Regions from separate parts of the Ovis aries genome. Here region 1 is linked to region 2. Evidence: chromatin contacts called from public Hi-C data. All regions are on one chromosome and are shown on one strand. The core of a region is the stretch at or near the end of the contact, and the rest is flanking DNA. Distances in the headings are between cores, read along the strand shown.

Evidence for each region. Hi-C and Micro-C count contacts between places; a contact is called where the count stands out from the background.
Region 1: a Hi-C map of liver shows a contact between it and region 2, with 2.6 times the contacts expected there. The contact joins the promoter of NYAP1 here to the promoter of SLC12A9 in region 2. A contact is called at or near these places in 5 of 16 Hi-C or Micro-C datasets (blood, hypothalamus, liver and 2 more).

The regions. Positions count from the first base shown.
Region 1 is chr24:36,503,287-36,507,314 of ARS-UI_Ramb_v3.0, reverse strand. It overlaps NYAP1 (neuronal tyrosine phosphorylated phosphoinositide-3-kinase adaptor 1), which reads left to right and starts at 2,108. Exons shown (of 7, transcript XM_042240222.2): 1 at 2,108-2,216; 2 at 3,457-3,608. The coding sequence starts at 3,541.
Region 2 is chr24:36,229,985-36,233,703 of ARS-UI_Ramb_v3.0, reverse strand. It overlaps SLC12A9 (solute carrier family 12 member 9), which reads left to right and starts at 2,326. Exons shown (of 14, transcript XM_042240197.1): 1 at 2,326-2,447; 2 at 3,206-3,419; 3 at 3,635-3,719. The coding sequence starts at 3,239.

The DNA.
Region 1 (4,028 bases), core at 859-3,358, 270 kb before region 2:
CAATTTTCAAACATGCCCCTACATAGAGGAAACGATAAAAGGAACTCCTAAAGGACCCGAGATGCAGTTTCGACAATTCTCAGCTCACAGCCGAACTTGTTTCATCTATACCCTCAAAATCTCTCGTGGTATTGTGCTGGAGTATTTGCATCAAACCCCAAACATCGCACTGTTCCTCTTGTTAGATGTGGAAATGGAGACCCAGGAGGTTCAAAAAGGCTGTCAGTGGTGGCGCAGGGACACTTCTCACTCAGGTGTGTCCTTGTCTGGCTCCCTAGATAGGGAGAAACCAGGAAGGCGCGCTAAGGAAGGTGCTGACTTGCATTTTCTCTACCAACCGCTGTTCACACATGAGCACCCATACAGATATGCCCGCCTGGAGGAGGAACCTGGCTGGCCACAAACCCTGACCCTTTCTCTCACCCCCACCTCTCACCCTTCCCATCCCCTGCTCACTATGGAGAAGCCACACACACTCATTAAGTGCCTACTGTGTGCTTGACAAGACTGAGCCACTAACACACTTTCATATGCTTGGCAACATTCTGAAGCGAACTGTTTCAGCAAAAGCAGGGTTTAATGACCACATCTGCTGTCACTCCCGGGTTCGTCAGATGGAACTCTTTCCAAGCATACTAAAATTCTTCAAAGTTGTCCATTTCGCATAATTAGCTCATGGATTCTCAAAACAGCCCAGGGCAGACATGGGGTGGGTTTTGAGCTCCAGTGTCTAAGCTGAGGAAACTGAGGCTTGGGTTACTTGCCCAAGGCCTCCGAGTTAGCATTTGATGCCATTGAGACTAGCTGACCCGTCCTTCCTTCCTCAGGTTAGCTCATGGAAAATTTTAACCACCCTTTAAGCAAAAACAAACCTAAACCCCTTCCCCCCAGTTTATATATTTCTTTTTTATCTCTTTGTTAACATGCATCTGCACTCCTCTCTCTCTTCACGGCAACAACGGCTACCACAGCCAGATCCCGAGGCCTCCCAAGTGGTGAGGTCCAGGAAGCAGCCTCCCACACAACCCCTCACCCCACTCTCTCCCCTCTGGCAAAATTCACAGCACAGCCCCGCGGCTCCGCCCCCAGAGCCTCCTTCCTTCCGCGATGACTAGCTACAAACTATTCAAACTTATCTTTGAATCCTCCCCTTCCCACCACCTCAGACACTGCATCGACTTGGGCTCCTCCGTGTCTACAGTCCCAGGGACATTGATGGTCTTTGTGGAAATGTTTGTTGAGTGAATAGATAAAAGTTCATTCACACCAAGATGTGTAAATATGAAACCATAGTTACGTATTTTGATGAGTTAACTCTCCCAGGGGCATTTATAATGCCTTCTATTAAATGTGGGGCAATTTACGACCTACAAAGCTGTAGTCATGATTTGGTGGAGTCAAAGGTTACTGGGAGGATGACTTGGGCCATGGGGGCGGATGGGCAGAAGACGTTAGCCCAGGCGGTGAAACAAGGTCTGGACTCCTGGGAAGCTGCAGGGATAAGGCGATGAGCACCCAGCGAAACAGCCTCACTGCCCTCCCTGTACCTGGGGGGCGGCTGGAAGACGCCGCGCGGACAAGGGAGCACGCCCCCTGCTGGACAAAGACGCGGATGGTCCGGCTGCCGACTCTCAGAGCCCCTCCGCCCGGAAACCGGCCCCACCTGCCGGCCTCGCCGCCTCACTGCACTCCGGGCCCCGCAGCCGCAGCCTCGCCCCGGCCGGACGCGGGGTGCGCACCCGGCGAGCGCCGGGCGCACGGGGTACGCGCGTGTGTGCAGGCCCCGGGCCGCCGCTGGGGGGCGCCGCTGCGCGCGGCACCCCGCACCCCCGATTGCTCTGCCGGGGCCTTGGACATCGAACTCAGCGCGGCCCGGCCGGGCAGGGGCGAGGGGCGGCGAGGAGCGGACGCCCCAAAGCGGGGCGGGCTGGCTTCAGGTCCCCCAAATCTCCGACTGCCCCCCGCGGGCTCTGCTGGCTCCATGCCCCCCACCACCCCAGCCTAGCAGCACAGCGCGGCCGCGCCGCTCCCACTCCGTCCTTGGAGGGTGTGGAAGGGTGGGTTTGGGGCCGGGGGCGGGTCTGGGGGCGGACCCGGAGGCGGGGCTGTCTCTGCGGCAGGGCCCTGTTCGGCTCCCCCTGGTCTCTGTCTCTCCTCCTCCCTCCTCCAGCTCCGGGCGGAGCCCGGCATGGGGGGGCCGGCGCCCGGCAGGCCAGGTACGGTGATGTAAAAATTGGGGAGGCTTGGTGCCGGGAGGTGGGATGGGGGGACAAGAGGTAGGGAGGAGTGGCGGGGCAAGAGACGGAGAAACCCAGGGTAGCAGGACAAGGGGAAGGGGAGGGGTGCCCGGGAACCTGGGGCCTTCGGATGGAGAGGGGGTGAAGCCGACCAGGTTTGGAACAGACAGGGGAGGGAGAGGACGGCAGTGAGGAGGGGCGCCCAGGAGGAGAGGCGAGGCTGAAGGCGCAGAGGAGAGTGTGTTTGGGGGAAGGGAAACCGGAGCAGGTATGGAGGCCGCCGCTCCGAAGGCAGCTATGGGGCCAGACTGGAGACCCCCGGGTGAGAGGGAGGGGCGGAGACTGGGAGAAGGAAGCCGGGAGCCTCCCAGATCCTGGAGGAGGAAGGTGATTTGGGCCATCAGCGAGGGAGGCGGGGACGGCCGCTGAGGGGCCAGGGTACAGGAATAGGGGTGGATAGAAGCCCGGGCCCAGGCACAGGTCTGGCGAGGGGGTCGTCAGGGAATGGAGAGACATGGATGGGTGGTCTTGTAGGTGCCCAACTCAGAGTGCCTCCACCCTTTCTCCAGCGTCCCCGCCCTACCCCCATGACAACCCCCCCCACCCCAGCCTCAGGTCCCAAGAAGGGGTAGGGAGTCTGACTGTCTCCCCCTTCCCCAGCCGGGTGCAGTGTAGACAAGTAGGCCCCGGCATAACTCCTTGTCTATAGGTACGTCCAGTTCGGTGCAGCCGATCTGTGTGTATCTGGAGGTCTGTGTGTGCTGTGGGTGTGTCGGGGTGTTTATGTCTCTGTGTCTGGCTGATCTAGGTTGTGTTTACCTATGTCAGTTTGTGTGTCTGGTCCTCTGTTTGTAGAGATGGGGCCGTGACCCGGTGGTTTGTGCGTCTGAGTGTGTGTTTGTGTGCCTGCAGGGCTGCTGTAGGTCTGTGGGGCCTGTCTGAGTGGTGGATCAGGCTGGATTTACAGGATGGGGAGCTGTATCAGTCTGATCACTCCAGAGTGTGTGTGTGGCTCTGACACCTTTGTCAGGGTGTGTGACTCTATACATGTCTGTCTGTCTGTGGGTCCTGGAGGCGGAGTTGGGTTTTCTGTGCCTGCATCTGTTTTCCTCTCTCTGAGGACCCGAGTCACATCTCTGCTCCTTTCTCTCTCTCTCATTCATTCCTGGCCCCGACCCACCCCACATATTTCTTTTTTTCCTTTCCCCTCTCCACCAAGTGGATCCGGGACCCAGGGAGGGTCGCCCCCCGGGCCTGGTGGCACTGAGCAGGGCCCCCCAGCCCCCACCTCCTGCCCCACGACATGAACCTCCTCTACCGAAAAACCAAGCTGGAGTGGAGGCAGCACAAGGAAGAGGAGGCCAAGAGGAGGTAAGGCTGCAGCCCCAGAGCGCCCCCTCTCCTGTCCCACGTCCTCTCTCCCCCACCCCAACCCGGCCGGGCCACATCCCTCTCTGCCCTTCCTGAGCCCAGCAGCCTGGTCATCAGTCTGATCTCAGAGTCTGTGCTCAGTACAGAATTGCTGGAATTGCACACGCCCTGTCTCTGTCTTGCTCATGGCTCCTGGCTCCAGCCCCTGCCCTGGCCTCTGAGGGGGCTTCTGGCTCAGGGGCCCCCTGTTGGCTTTTCCCCATCCCCAGAGGCCCAGGTCACTCCCTCCTGATCACCTCTGGCCTGTGATCTCCTCTCTGACAGTATGGGGCTGGCTCTTGGTTCCCCTGTCACCTGACCTTGGAAGGGGCAGGCCCTGCTGCCCTCATGGTCCAGGATGGAGTCATTTGAGGGGCACCA
Region 2 (3,719 bases), core at 1,077-3,576:
TCTAGTGCTCAATGGAGCCTCTGATCAATGGGGCCTCTTGGCTGTTTCTCCAACACCTAGGGGTGCTCCAGAGTTGAAATGAGAAGAGGAGGAGCCAGCGAAGGAGACTGGAGGATAGTTGCATTTACCAGGGCTGTGATTTTGCCGGAGGGTGTTATAAAGGGAGCGAGGGGTAAGGCAGTGCTTTTCACTGACTGTGAACTTTAAGCTGGGTAACGAGGGAAGTAAGTGGAGGGCAGTGGGCAGAGGGCAGGATCAACGAATTGGGGGTCCAGTGAGGTTGAGGATTGCTGGGGTCAGGGCATAACAAGGACCCTCTTCTTCATCAAACTTCAGTCAAGTTCCTCTGAAATCTCTTCTGGACTTGGCCTCCACCTTGGCCCTCATCCTTGCTGGGCATGTCTAGCCCAGTTCAGAGAGAATCCATCCATCCTTCATAATTGATCACCCTGGCCTTCCTTCAGCAAGGATCCTGTTAAGCCTCTTTAGCTAGAATTCCCCTATGCTTGGTGCTGCTTCTTAGTAATTTTCCATCCACTGACCCCCTCATTCTGCTAGTTGACTATAAATCCCCAGGTTTCTCTGCTCTGTTTCGAGTTGAGCACATTCTTTCTCCCCTTCTGTGTCTTGATACCTATTGCAGTAGCCCTGAATAAAGTCTTTCCTACTGTTTTACTAAGTGTCAGATTAATATTTTTCCTCAACAGGCATAACTAGAAGTGATGGACTAACAGAGGAAAGGATCCAGTTATTGGTAATGATAAAGTCTAGGCATTACCATTGGGTGGGATGGAGAGTGAGATCTATGCAGAAGTGGAGTTTAAGCAAGTGCCAGCCTAGAGTGTTGGAGGTCTCATCAATGCGGATATTGAAATCACCAAAAATTGTAATAGGAGGGATGTGAGAGAGACCCTGGAGTCAAGCTCTGTGTCGTGGGTAGCAGGGATGACTGATGAAAATGCATTTACTACTCGAGAGACCGCTCCCTGGCAAAGCCACATTCGCACCGGTTTGAATCTCTTCCTCTCTTAGGGAAACGTTACAGCTAATTTACAGCCAAAGCCCAGTGGCAGGAAAAGCAGTGTTCATTTCCTGAGGCTCAAATGACAGTGTAACCACAAAGGCCTCTATGAAAGTTAGGAAATTATTACTGAAGTTCTCCAAGCTTCAATTTCCTATTGTGAAAAATGGAAGTCACAGCAGGATCCACCTCACAAAGTGCTTATGCATATTTAATACAGTATGGTATGCAGATAGTTTATTGAGCATTTCAGTATTGTTCTCAAGTGCCTATTCAAGTTTATTGAACTCGCACAGCAACCTTATGCAGGAGGGTCTATCTACAGTGGACGAATGGGATGTCACCAGGTAGTGCCAATGTTGACCATACCTGTCAAGAGTTAAGGTGGGCGGTGGTGGTTTAGTCACTAAGTGGTGTCTGACTCTTGCAAGCCCACGGACTGCAGCCTGCCAGGCTTTTCTTGTCCATGGGATTTCCCCAGCAAGAATACTGGAGTGGGTTGCCATTTTCATCTACAGGGAATCTTCCATTTCTTTCTCCAGGGGATCTTCCCGTCCCAGGGATTGAATCCGCGTCTCCCTCTCCTGCATTGCAGGCGGATTCTATATCGCTGAGCCACCTGGGAAGGCCTTAAAGAGTTAGGAGGGGAATCCTGACTCCTGAAGGTTCACAAGTCCTGTAATCATTGCTGGAGGGGGCAACCTTGCTGGGAACCACGAGAGCGGGCGGGGAACGAGACTGAACCAACCAAGGCCAGCGCCTCCAGGGCCCGGATCGGCAGCCAATGGCGCCCTCAGGTGGTGGAAGCGAGGAGAGCAGCCGGTGGGCTGGACCCGGCGCTAGGGGAGGGCGCCGCAGGGGTGAGGGCTGGGGCTGGAACGTGGTGCACTGGACCGGGATCCGGGAGGCTGGAAGAGGCGGACCCCTTAAGGCGTAGGCCGACAGGGCCCAGCCTTCCGAGCGGCGCACCTGGGCCAGGTTTCGTGGCCCCGCCCACCTGCCGGAGGCCTTTCGCCGTCAGGACACGCCCCTTTCAGCAGCGTCACCGCCCAGCTCCGAGTGGGGTCCCGCCCACGCGGCGGGCGCTCGTTTGCACCAGGGTGATGGGTGCAGTGGGAGCTGTGGCCAACGCCGTGCCGGAGACGTGCGTCTGAGGGGCTACCCCTGGCTGCACCCCGATCGCACGTGGGGTGGGGAGCCGCGCTGCCAGCGTGAGCCCGGTGGGGCGGGGCTTCCCCCGGGCGCGCCCAGGGGGCGGGGCCGGGCCCGGGGACCAATGGGGCGCGTGTGTGCGGGTGGGGGGCAGGCTCCGGGCCTGGCATCCCGGTAGCCGCAGCTGTCTTTTCCGGCCCCCGCGCCCCCTCAGCCAGTAGCAGACCCCTCCCGCTGTCGGGGATCACCCCCGAGCGACTGCGTCCTCCAGTGGGTAAGTGAGCGCGCTGCCACACCCGGGCTGTGAGAGTGCGCCTGGTCGGGGAGAAGCGAATCTCGGCCCGCTCCAACCCGCCCCGGGGAGAAAGTGGGGAGGAACCGGTGCAGGAAGGAGGACCACCTTGTGCGGCCGGCGATGATGTTTTTGTTTTGGTCGTCGGGGAGTGGCGGGGACGGTAGAGTTTGGGGGATGCCTTGTGTGGGTGGGAGGAATCTGGTGAGGTTAAAGAGAGAGGAGGCTGTCTGAGATGGGCTGAGGGAAGAGGGTTGATGGAGGGCGGGGCTTTGGAAGATTGAGAAGTTTCCTATTGCCCGGGGATGAGGTGATTGCATGGAGGATCTTGGGGGGCAGCTCAGGACCCCGGGGTGAGGAGGGCCTCCTGTCCATAACTCACTTCCCCTTTGAGGGATTTGCTTCCTCTTGTGCTGCTAGTTAAGGAGGTGGAGGATCTTTGCACCTTTCCAGAGCTGCTGCCATCCCTCCTCTCAGGGATATGGGGGAAAGGGGTGGCCCCAGGAGCTGGGAGGGGCCTTCGTACCCAGTCCTGAGGCTTGGAGCCTGCATTGGTGGGGCAGTGGCCAGAGTCAGCCTGCTCCCCGCCCCTCGCCCCCCCCCCCATTAACTCTTGGAGTTGCTGGTGAACGTGTGAGTGTGTGTGTGTGTTTCCTTTTGGAGGCAGTTTCTGGGTGTTTGATTAGAGGTGTTTTGTGGGGTCTCCACAGAGCTGCTTTCACTCAGCAAACTCTTTGCAGGCCTTGTAACCCGTTGGTAGCTTCCTCTGGACCATGGCCAGTGAGAACTCTCCTCTGCTGGCCTACCGGCTCCTGGGGGAGGAGGGGGTTTCCTTCCCTGCCAATGGGGCCGGAGGTCCTGGAGGGGCACCGGCCCGGAAACTCTCCACCTTCCTGGGTGTGGTGGTGCCCACGGTCCTGTCCATGTTCAGTATAGTGGTTTTCTTGAGGATTGGTGAGTTGGCGCTGGTTTACTCGAGGGTGGGACTGGAATGAGGTTGGGGAAGGGCCCTGGGAGAAGCTGGTGAATGAAGGGCTTGGGGGAGGGGCCCCCAGGGGCCTTGGGCTTAGCTCTACCCTGAGGTAACTGATGACCGGTCGGGGTGGGAGGGATGGGAGGGGCGGGAGGGGTGAGCCGCCGTCTGACCTGCTTTGCCACTCCTGTCCCAGGGTTTGTGGTGGGTCATGCTGGTCTGCTTCAGGCTTTGGCCATGCTCCTGGTTGCCTACGTCATCCTGGCCCTCACCGTGCTCTC